Linked DNA regions of Arabidopsis thaliana: region 1 is linked to region 2. The links are chromatin contacts, called in public capture Hi-C maps. All regions are on one chromosome and are shown on one strand. The core of a region is the stretch at or near the end of the contact, and the rest is flanking DNA. Distances in the headings are between cores, read along the strand shown. Region 1 holds the start of AT1G31540 (Disease resistance protein (TIR-NBS-LRR class) family). Region 2 holds the start of AT1G30960 (GTP-binding family protein).

Region 1 (5,848 bases), core at 988-3,487, 250 kb before region 2:
ACTACAATGCTTCATTGCGCCTTGGCCGAGAACCAAGTAAATACGGTTAGCCTTCTTGATTTCTTCACAACCAAGTTAATGAGTCGGTACTAACCGAGTTTCTAAAATCAATGACATTGTCAGGATTCATAAACAGACACTTGTCAGCTTGTTGCGGTGTAGGAGGGCCGTACAACTTCAACTTAAGTAGAAGTTGTGGGAGTGTAGGAGTGGAAGCTTGTAGTGATCCTTCAAAGTATGTGGCCTGGGATGGCCTTCATATGACTGAGGCTGCACACAAATCGATGGCTGATGGATTAGTCAAAGGACCATATGCGATTCCTCCTTTCGATTGGTCATGTCTCAGCTCAATGATTAAGAAGAAGGAAGTCGTTGGAAACACAATATTCTTTGATGAATAGTTGACACAAGCTCAAGTTGATTTCATAATGTAAAATATCTGAATAAAAAGATCTAAGGATAAAAAAATTCTAATAACAACCAATTTATCAATTCAATGAATCTCCTACTTAGAATCCTAAAACCCAGTTGGAGGACTACTGACATTGCCACACATATAACAAAAGAGACGGTAAAACATGATTCAATTGATTAATAAAATAAAAAGTTTAGAAATCTTCTCCTATTTGATAAAAATGATGGATTCTTCTTCCAAAGGTGTTTACAATGAAGAAAAAATGTTGAGTGTTAAAAGTAGATTTCTAGAGATCTTTAATCTAAATGTATATATATTTTGGAAAATGGTCCGGTTACATGGATAGTATGTTAAGATTGTTAGACTATTGGTAATATGTAGATTTATTTATTTAAATACTTTCATTTGGGACAAAACTAAAATTAGAGGTTGTGGCTTCGGGTTTGGAAAATTACGAGTTATGGTCCAGCGTTCATTGAATTCAACGATCTTGCGAGAGATACTTCAGTATCCTTCCAGCTGGACACACGTTTTCAGGTAACCCAAAAATCTCATACACCAGTGGCTTATTTTAGTTTTACACCAATTGCGATAATGTAATGACTTAGCTTCTTCATAGTCAAATCTCTTGTTGTTTAGCATATGATTCGAACTTCTTTTGTAGAAAATATATAGACTGCAATAACGCAGCTTTTACTCTATTTTCAGTCTATTATATTGTTCAGCAAGTGGTTGATAGTATCAACGTGATACTTATTACTTAATAGAGTTCCAACATGAATACAGATTCAGAACCAAGACTAAGCAATGCATGATTTATTTTATTTTTGATTAAATAAATCTTAAAAATTAGCATCAAAATTAGATTATCTTTGTTCGTGTTGACAATATTTACATTTTAACACAAATAAGTCCTTGTTTAAAATCTTTCCAAATGTGTGTCTTATTAGTTCTAATAGGTAAAATGTGTAAAGAAACCCTCACCTTTTCCAAAAACATGTAAAAAACCGTCAACTATTTTTGTGGGTTTTTAAGCTCTCACCTTTTTTAAAATGGTAAAATAACACCTATGATTATTAAATTAATTTAAAATAAGACAAAATAAATATAAATAATAAAAATAATTTGGTTTAAGATTTATTTTCCTAAAATTTCAAAAGTTAGAACAAATTTGAACAAAAATAAAATTAAATATGCTAAGCTATAAACTAATTTTAGTTTACATAACGATTTGTATTGGCAATGAAACTTACTTTTTATATCGCAAAAAATCAACAACTAAATACTGGAAAAGAAATCGAACTCGAATTTGAAATAGATAAATACAAACTAAATTGTTTTATTTATGTTTCAAAATAATAGTTTATTTGATATTTATTTGGTTTGATAATATTAGATGTTATATTACCATTTTTTAAAAGGTGAGGGTTTAAATACCAAAATAAAAGTTGACGGTTTTTTACATGTTATTGGATAAAGGAGAGTTTTTTTTTACCCATTTTCCGTTCTAATGTAATGATCATTTTGCTATTTCTCACAGTAAACTCATGTTGCCCGTGAGAATACTTCTCCATAAAACCTCTCCTTTGCATAAAATGAGAAGCACATCTACTTGATTTGGAGTATGATGAACTATACATCTTTATTAAGAATATGTAAATGAATGAGATAGTAATGTAAAGACAAGAGGCTATGAAAGATGGTTGTGACCACTGAGTCAACAAAGAGGAAACTTCCGCCAAGTTGCATCAGAAAAGTCTAAGAAATAATTGTGAAAACTTGTGTGGCCGTGATTAAGTCAAGTTACCTCTAAGCTGTTATGTTAAATGTTTTATATCCACCAAGACAGACTCACTACTTCTCCTCTATTTCTCTTCTTAAAAGTCTTCGTTCCTTGTTTCCTCCTTCTAACTCTCTCTCTCTATGGCTTCGTCATCTTCTTCTCACAATTGGTTATATGATGTTTTCTTGAGCTTCAGAGGGGAAGACGTCCGCGTAACATTCCGTAGCCACTTTCTCAAAGAGCTTGATCGGAAACTAATCACTGCTTTCAGAGACAATGAGATCGAGAGAAGCCACTCTCTCTGGCCCGATCTTGAACAAGCCATCAAGGAATCCAGGATCGCTGTGGTCGTTTTCTCAAAAAACTACGCTTCATCGAGCTGGTGTCTTAACGAGTTGCTGGAGATTGTAAACTGCAATGATAAAATTGTCATACCAGTTTTCTACCATGTGGATCCTTCCCAAGTGAGGCATCAAATCGGCGACTTCGGAAAGATCTTTGAAAATACTTGCAAGAGACAAACAGATGAGGAAGTGAAAAATCAATGGAAGAAAGCGTTGACTCTTGTAGCGAATATGCTTGGATTTGACTCTGCCAAATGGTATGTTTTTTTTATTATTAGATACATCTTGAAATAAATTGTTGTTTCATATTTGTTAAATTATCTTTCATCTTATTAGGAACGACGAAGCAAAAATGATTGAAGAAATAGCCAATGATGTTTTGGGTAAACTGCTTTTAACTACACCCAAGGATTCTGAGGAACTTGTTGGCATCGAAGATCACATCGCTGAAATGAGTTTACTGCTGCAACTGGAATCTAAAGAAGTGAGAATGGTTGGTATATCGGGTTCCTCAGGGATTGGTAAGACTACCATTGCAAGAGCTCTGTTTAAACGACTTTCTCGACATTTCCAAGGTAGCACTTTCATCGACAGGGCTTTTGTATCTTATAGTCGGAATATTTATAGTGGCGCCAATCCGGACGACCCCAATATGAAGTTGCAGCTACAAGGACACTTCCTATCTGAAATTCTCGGGAAAAAAGACATAAAGATAGATGATCCAGCTGCATTGGAAGAGAGGCTAAAGCACCAAAAAGTTCTTATCATTATTGATGATTTGGATGATATAATGGTACTAGATACATTAGTGGGTCAAACTCAATGGTTTGGATATGGGAGCAGAATCATTGTGGTTACAAATGATAAGCACTTCTTGATTGCTCATGGAATTGATCATATTTATGAAGTAAGTTTCCCAACTGATGTGCATGCTTGTCAGATGTTATGTCAATCTGCATTCAAGCAAAACTATGCTCCTAAAGGTTTTGAGGATCTTGTAGTTGATGTAGTAAGACATGCGGGCAATTTTCCTTTGGGTCTTAATCTTTTGGGTAAATATTTGCGGAGGAGGGATATGGAATACTGGATGGATATGCTGCCAAGGCTTGAGAATAGTCTACGTATAGACGGTAAAATTGAAAAAATACTAAGAATCAGCTATGATGGGTTAGAGAGTGAAGATCAAGAGATATTTCGTCATATCGCATGTCTTTTCAATCATATGGAAGTCACAACCATCAAGTCCTTGCTGGCAGATAGTGATGTTAGTTTTGCACTAGAAAACCTAGCTGATAAGTCCCTCATTCATGTCAGACAAGGTTATGTGGTGATGCACCGTTCGCTACAAGAAATGGGTAGAAAAATTGTTCGCATTCAGTCCATTGACAAACCTGGAGAACGAGAATTTCTGGTGGATCCAAATGATATACATGATATACTCAATGCATGCACTGTAAGTTTAAAAAAAATATTTTTGATCCTTTCATAACTCAATATACGTATAAGGTTTAAGAGATGCCATCTGATAAACGATGAATTGTATGGGGTTGTCTATTTCTCATATATATCATATTTTTCAGGGTACTCAAAAGGTTTTAGGTATATCACTGGATATAAGGAATATTCGTGAGTTGGATGTACATGAGAGGGCCTTCAAAGGGATGTCTAATCTCCGTTTCTTAGAAATTAAGAACTTTGGTTTGAAAGAAGACGGTTTGCATTTACCTCCAAGTTTCGACTATTTGCCCCGTACACTCAAACTATTGTGCTGGTCCAAATTTCCAATGAGGTGTATGCCTTTTGGTTTTCGTCCTGAAAACCTTGTCAAGCTCGAAATGCAGTACAGCAAGCTACATAAGCTATGGGAAGGAGTTGCGGTAAGTTTTGAGAATAATTTCTTATGTTGTTATTTTGTTTTTTTATGACAATAGTGCCACATGATGTGTAATTTCTTTTGAGCTCTATGTTTGATTTTTGTTGGATACAGCCACTTACATGTCTAAAGGAAATGGATCTGCACGGATCATCAAACCTGAAAGTAATTCCAGATCTTTCTGAAGCTACTAATCTCGAGATACTTAATCTTAAGTTTTGCGAGAGTTTGGTCGAGCTCCCGTCCTCTATACGAAATCTCAATAAACTGTTGAACTTGGACATGCTAAACTGCAAAAGTCTGAAAATTCTTCCTACCGGATTCAACCTCAAATCTCTTGACCGCCTCAATCTCTATCATTGCTCAAAGTTGAAGACTTTTCCCAAATTCTCAACCAACATCTCAGTTCTCAATCTAAATCTAACAAACATTGAAGATTTCCCTTCTAATTTACATCTCGAGAATCTTGTTGAGTTTAGAATATCAAAAGAAGAGAGTGATGAGAAACAATGGGAAGAAGAGAAGGTAAGTAGTTCTACACTTAACATTATCTCCAAACTCTTTCCCTAACACTTTTATAAAAGTAAAAAAAAATCATTGTCGTTGACTCGTGTGAAAACTTAAAAAACACTAATTTTTATATATTTATGAATAATTTAATTTGATTGGAAAGTAAATTTTGGTTACAAAGAATGAAGAAGAAAATATCTGATTTTAAAAAAAAATAAATAAAAAGTAAAAAACAGATAAAAATGGAAAGAAAATAAGAAATTAAAGATGATATCAATTGGGTTTTTTCCTTTGTCGTGATATCATTAAAACGTAAAAGAAAATTATACATGGGATTTTCTTAATTTATTATTTTTAGCTATTTTCTAATGACATATATTATGTAATTAAAAAATAATCGGTTTTAATAAAGAGTAGATGTGATCGTGAATGGAAAGTTCCAAACAATCTATTAATACCGATGAGATTTACCCATAATACATTAGTACTGTTATTCTTTTCGTTTTTAAAGATTTATTTTCTAAAATTTAACTTTAAAAGTAATTTGCCACTGAAAACCCGTAAAACTTGTTATTTGGTTCAGCCGCTTACGCCCTTCCTGGCGATGATGTTGTCTCCCACTTTGACGAGCTTGCATCTCGAGAATCTCCCAAGTTTGGTGGAGCTTACTTCCTCATTTCAGAATCTCAATCAACTGAAGGACTTGATCATAATAAACTGCATAAATCTGGAGACTCTGCCCACCGGAATCAACCTCCAATCTCTTGATTACCTTTGTTTCAGTGGATGCTCACAGTTGAGGAGCTTTCCTGAAATCTCAACCAACATCTCAGTGCTCTATCTAGACGAAACAGCGATTGAAGAGGTTCCTTGGTGGATCGAGAAATTCTCTAACCTCACTGAGCTAAGCATGAACAGTTGCA
Region 2 (5,925 bases), core at 1,918-4,417:
TTAGATTGCGCTAATTGTGACTGTTGTGTTGTGGTTTGAATCGGTTGATTGTGTATGTTTGCTGGAATTTGAATCGTTTTTTTGGATTATCTCTTGAATGGGTTTGGTTAATTTGTATATGTCTGGTCATAAACCCTAATTTCTGATTGCAATTTTTGTAAAGAAACAGTCTTTTGCTTTTGCTTTTGCTTGATAGGTTTTTCTTGGAATTTGTGGTACTGTTCAATGTGTTTGCCTGTTGAATTTGGAATTTGATTCCATGACACTACTAACTTTGAAATTATCTACAATTTTCACACCAGAGTTCCTAATGCTAAAGACGGTCGAGATTCAACTGATATTGAAATATATGGAATGCAAGGAATTCCACCCCATGTCTTGACTGCTCATTATGGAGAAGAAGGTATGCATTTGAGATAGTGAGAGTACTGTTTAGATTATGAGCAATTGATTTAGAGAAGTAAGGCGATAAATTTGTATGTCTCTTCATCAAGTGTTGTAGATCTATTGCATCTAGTGGTCATGAATTCGTTTTGATTTTGCATGCGGCTTTTTGCCTTATCAAAGTTATTATATATTATTGTTATGTTTGCTTGTTTCATATGGTACCTTTTGAACTGAAGTCATGTTTTCTGCAGAGGATGAGCCTCCAGCCAAAGTTGCAAAAGTTGAGATTCCTTCTGCCCCTCTTGGTGGTGTAGTTCCTAGACCATATGGAATGGTATATCCGCCTCAACAAGTACCTGGTGCTGTACCTGCACGACCAATGTATGTACTAATTATACTATACTCTCTCTATGGCCGTTACTTGTTGAATTCTTAGATGTTGTCTCTGTTTTTAAAAATCCGATCCATGCTAAATGATGGGGAACTTTTTTTCTTTTAGTTCTCTTGATGCAAAAGGTTCTTGGTTTCTTTAGTTTGTCTCTGTCCTAGAACTTTTCTACTTTTGTTCTTCTATAAGACCACTATAACACCCGTAGTAAACATTTTTTGAAATAGATCGTTATCTAAGATATTGTTGCACTTAACCAACTATGACCCATAAGGTTCTTAGTTTCCCTAGCTTGTTCTCGTGATTTTTCAGGATAGAACTTTGTCCTAGAACCATTCTTTTGCTCCTCTTCAAGACCACAATAACACCTGTAGTAAACAGTTTTTTGAAATAGTTCATGATCTTAGATATTGTAATATGTATGGCTATTGACCATGATAAAATATTTCGTGTTAGCAGGTATTATCCGGGTCCTCCTATGCGTCATCCTGCTCCTGTATGGCAAATGCCACCTCCTCGTCCGCAACAATGGTATCCTCAAAATCCAGCTCTTTCTGTACCTCCAGCTGCCCATTTAGGGTATCGACCACAACCACTTTTTCCTGTTCAAAATATGGGGATGACTCCAACTCCAACCTCAGCTCCTGCCATACAACCATCACCAGTCACTGGAGTAACTCCTCCTGGAATTCCTACATCATCACCTGCAATGCCAGTTCCTCAACCTCTGTTCCCTGTTGTGAATAACAGCATTCCTTCTCAAGCTCCACCATTTTCTGCTCCTCTGCCTGTTGGTGGGGCTCAGCAACCATCTCATGCAGATGCTTTAGGATCAGCAGATGCTTATCCGCCTAACAATTCTATTCCAGGTTCAATCCCAAGTTCGTAGAATCATTGACTTACATTTGGTTTAGCTGTTTTGTATCAAATTGTAATATCTTTTTCATGTTTTGTTGCCGTAGGTGGGACTAATGCTCATTCTTATGCCTCTGGCCCAAACACTAGCGGTCCTTCAATTGGTCCACCTCCTGTAATTGCAAACAAAGCTCCTAGCAATCAGCCTAATGAGGTCTATCTTGTATGGGATGATGAAGCGATGTCTATGGTTAGTTTATTCCTAATTTCTTATGCATCATGTTGGAATGGTTACAATTGGAAAAGTTTCGAGTAATGAACCATTTGGTTTTCCAATCTGACGCAATGTGTCTGTATCTGCAGGAGGAAAGAAGAATGTCCTTACCAAAATACAAAGTGCACGATGAAACCAGCCAGGTAAGTTCTGATTTACCCTTTTTAAAGTTAAGAAGAGTTTGCTTTTGCAAGTCTAACCCATTCGGTAGGCTTTATTTATACATTTCTGTTCCAGATCCTATTGTTTCTGTGCTAAGAGGTACCACCGTATTATTCAGTTTATAATTTCTTCCCTTAGAATATGATAAGAAGGACTTAGGCAAGAAACTTGAGCATTTTGAATCAATGTTCGAAAGGTATCATTTGTAGCTTGCAATAGTAGGTAGTGAGAAACATAGCGTTTGTATCTGTTTGTTTTTCATTATATTTCCTGTCTATTGTATTGTATTAAAAATGTGGTGATTGGTTCCACAAGATCATACTCTACAGGTTTGGTTTCAAACCCAGGTCAGCTCTTTTTATATTCTTAACTCTGCAAAGTTTGGTACCTTTGCACAATCTCACTGCCTTGGGGAACCAAAACAATACGCACTTAACTCTTTCAAAATAAAGCATCCAACTTCTTAACTCAACACCAAGTTTGTTTCTTTTGGTTTGCAGATGAACTCGATAAATGCAGCGATAGACAGACGAATCTCAGAGAGTAGGCTTGCTGGGCGGATGGCGTTTTAGAATTTGGCACCAAACCAAACCAGCGTCAAAGAAAAGGCGATATGGATGAAGGCTTTGTTACAACAACAAGTCTTCACTCACTTTTGTTCAGATACTGAATTTATGATCTGATTTTAAGTTATTAACTTTCCATCTGTTGTATTCTTTAGCCAGGTGAGTTAGTTTACCATTACATTGTTTAGGGATCTCAGAGATGTTTTTTCTCAGAAGTTTAGTCCTTTTTTTTTTTGGTCGTTGGAGACTTGGAGGAAGAACTTTGTCTCCTTTTCTTCTGAATTGATCAAAGTATTATATTATACAGATTCACCCAAAATGTTTGCACCATGTTGTTCAATATTTTGCCAAAACAAAATTGACTAATATTCCTTCCATTAACTGTATATTCAAACTCCAATTGATACGATTAGTATGAATTTTTGTTGTATTGCTACTTTGCTAGTAGTAATTATATCGAATACAAAGTTAGGGACTACGTTGGATTTGTCAAAAAGTGAGGGGCCTATCTGTAATATTGAGTTACTTTGTCACCACTTCCCCAAAACATCAAAACCTCTAAAACCCTCGGAAGCCTCTTCTGTTACATTTCGTTCAAATCTGTACTTCTCCGAGATCGCTACTTCGCCATTGTTACAAAAATGAAAGCTTTTAGATCTCTACGTATACTAATTTCCATCTCACGAACGACGACGAAGACAACACCTCGTAATCCCCATCAAGCACAAAACTTTCTCCGCCGATTTTACTCAGCGCAGCCGAATCTAGACGAACCCACTTCCATCAATGAAGACGGATCAAGCAGCGACTCTGTTTTCGATAGTAGTCAATACCCAATCGACGATTCCAATGTAGATTCCGTGAAGAAGCCCAAGGAAGCAACTTGGGATAAAGGGTACAGAGAAAGAGTAAACAAAGCCTTCTTTGGAAACTTGACAGAGAAAGGTAAAGTGAAAGTTGCAGAAGAAGAGAGTTCTGAAGATGATGAGGATAGTGTTGATAGGTCAAGGATTCTCGCTAAGGCTCTCTTAGAGGCTGCGTTAGAGTCACCAGATGAAGAACTTGGTGAAGGTGAAGTTAGAGAAGAAGATCAGAAGTCGCTTAATGTCGGCATCATCGGTCCACCTAATGCAGGAAAATCTTCGCTGACTAATTTCATGGTTGGCTCATTTCCTTAATTTCACATTCCTGTGATTTGGTCTCTGAGAATCAATTGAGACATTGTGTATATGTTTATGTAGTGCTGCTATGACTCTTGATTAGTCCTAAAGTTGCAATTTTTGAAGTGATTGTGTATCTTTGTTTATTGCATCTTGATGAGAGTTATGCTTAGTGTTTCGTTATGTCCAAGTGTAGGTTGGAACAAAGGTTGCTGCTGCTTCACGGAAGACTAACACGACGACACATGAAGTGTTAGGAGTATTGACAAAAGGAGATACACAAGTCGTAAGTTTTCTCTTATATATCTGTTGCATATGTAAACTACTCGTTATGGTTAGTTGTGGAGATCAGCCATTCGTAGATTGAATTTTTGATATTTGTGAACCTTGCAGTGTTTCTTCGATACTCCGGGTCTGATGCTGAAGAAAAGCGGATATGGTTACAAAGACATCAAGGCTCGTGTGCAAAATGCTTGGACTTCTGTTGACCTGTTTGATGTCCTCATTGTTATGTTTGATGTCCATAGGCATCTCATGAGGTTAGTCGTTTACTAGTTTTTGTACTTTGTTAGCTTTACATAAGTTATCTCGGAACTGAGAGTAGTATGGTTATGAGCATCATCATCAAGTGGGGTATCTTAGGGTGGGATTATTATTTCTAGCTTCTCTGTTTCGATATCTTTCATATCTTGTTCATCTCTCCGAGATTATCCATAAGCTTGAGAACCGTAAACCGATGGGAAGACACATCTATTTCTTTCTTTTGAAGAAGGCATCATGACTGTGGTTTTTCATTAATTACAAGTAGAAATAGAGTTCTCTTAGACTTATTTTGTAGTTTGTGAATTCTGTTTTCTCTTTGATTTATCTAGTCCCGATTCAAGAGTGGTACGCTTGATCAAATACATGGGAGAAGAAGAAAATCCGAAACAAAAGCGCGTTTTATGTATGAACAAAGTTGATCTGGTTGAGAAGAAAAAGGATCTATTAAAGGTTGCTGAGGAGTTCCAAGATCTTCCGGCATATGAAAGGTGGATATATATATACCAGACTCAGTTTAAAAACAATTACCGGGGAAGTCTTCGAATTGATTGAAATGTGCTTTTTCCCTGTTTGGTTTTCTAGATACTTCATGATATCGGGACTTAAGGGATCAGGAGTGAAAGATCTTTCCCAATACTTAATGGATCAGGCTGTTAAAAAACCATGGGAAGAAGATGCATTCACGATGAGTGAAGAAGTCTTGAAGAACATTTCTCTTGAAGTTGTTAGGGAGAGATTACTAGACCATGTCCATCAGGTAATAATACAACCTCTACTAGTATAACATTTTGTATCAGTTTCCGTCTATTCCAAGATGACAAATTACAGGATTGATTGAAACAAATTGTAGGAAATACCATATGGTCTGGAGCACCGTCTAGTGGACTGGAAAGAGCTGCGTGACGGGTCTCTTAGAATTGAACAGCATCTCATCACTCCTAAACTTAGCCAACGCAAGATTCTTGTAGGCAAGGGCGGTTGCAAGATCGGGTAAGAGCATACAAGATCGTTCATAATTCATTCTTTTGACTAATCAATGACTCAAGGATGATCTTATGTTGATGCTAATTTTGCAGGAGGATAGGAATTGAGGCCAATGAAGAACTCAGGAGAATAATGAACCGCAAAGTTCATCTCATTCTCCAGGTTAAGCTCAAGTGAAACCATTCTCCCAAGGGTTATGTTTTTGAGTTTGATGGATTTAGGATTGGATTGTACGCAATTAGAAATCTGTCTGTATATGTTGTTGACATGTTGTCAAAGATTAGACATTTGACATTAGAAATATAAACTTACTACATACAGACAGTAATAAGATAAAAGAAACAGAATTTTGAGAAAACAACAAGCAGTCTTAACGTCAGAAGTGGAAACCACAAGTAGTCTCTTTATCTTAAAGTCTAAAAACTAACAGACTCCAGGAAATGGAAGTGTTAACTGATCAAGAAGACTAACCACCGGTGTAGTAAGCACCGGGTCATAAGCAAAACCCTGCAAGACCTCTCCGTCTGAACCGCCACCTGAGCTACCGCCACCACTGCCGGAGTAAGGACACGGTGGGACCCACAGCCAGCTTTTTCTCACTATATC

What was found. Capture Hi-C pulls out chosen DNA fragments and counts their contacts.
Region 1: a contact with region 2 is called in a capture Hi-C map of root, with 2.8 times the contacts expected there. A contact is called at or near these places in 3 of 26 Hi-C or Micro-C datasets (cotyledon and root) and 1 of 3 other capture datasets (root).

What each region holds. Positions count from the first base shown.
Region 1 is chr1:11,290,188-11,296,035 of TAIR10.1, reverse strand. AT1G31540 (Disease resistance protein (TIR-NBS-LRR class) family) reads left to right here and starts at 2,237. Exons shown (of 7, transcript NM_001123924.2): 1 at 2,237-2,799; 2 at 2,879-3,995; 3 at 4,123-4,419; 4 at 4,530-4,940; 5 at 5,509-5,848. The coding sequence starts at 2,339. AT1G31550 (GDSL-like Lipase/Acylhydrolase superfamily protein) reads left to right here. Exons shown (of 5, transcript NM_102894.4): 4 at 1-36; 5 at 124-590. The coding sequence ends at 401.
Region 2 is chr1:11,037,326-11,043,250 of TAIR10.1, reverse strand. It overlaps AT1G30960 (GTP-binding family protein), which reads left to right and starts at 3,167. Exons shown (of 7, transcript NM_102835.5): 1 at 3,167-3,792; 2 at 3,989-4,078; 3 at 4,186-4,331; 4 at 4,665-4,823; 5 at 4,918-5,092; 6 at 5,186-5,325; 7 at 5,412-5,699. The coding sequence starts at 3,274. The coding sequence ends at 5,496. It overlaps SUF4 (zinc finger (C2H2 type) family protein), which reads left to right. Exons shown (of 7, transcript NM_102836.3): 2 at 303-403; 3 at 639-768; 4 at 1,235-1,644; 5 at 1,738-1,880; 6 at 1,994-2,047; 7 at 2,567-3,001. The coding sequence ends at 2,638. It overlaps AT1G06397 (a small nucleolar RNA gene), which reads left to right and starts at 2,530; the gene lies at 2,530-2,675. It overlaps UFO (F-box family protein), which reads right to left. Exons shown (of 1, transcript NM_102834.2): 1 at 5,743-5,925. The coding sequence ends at 5,743.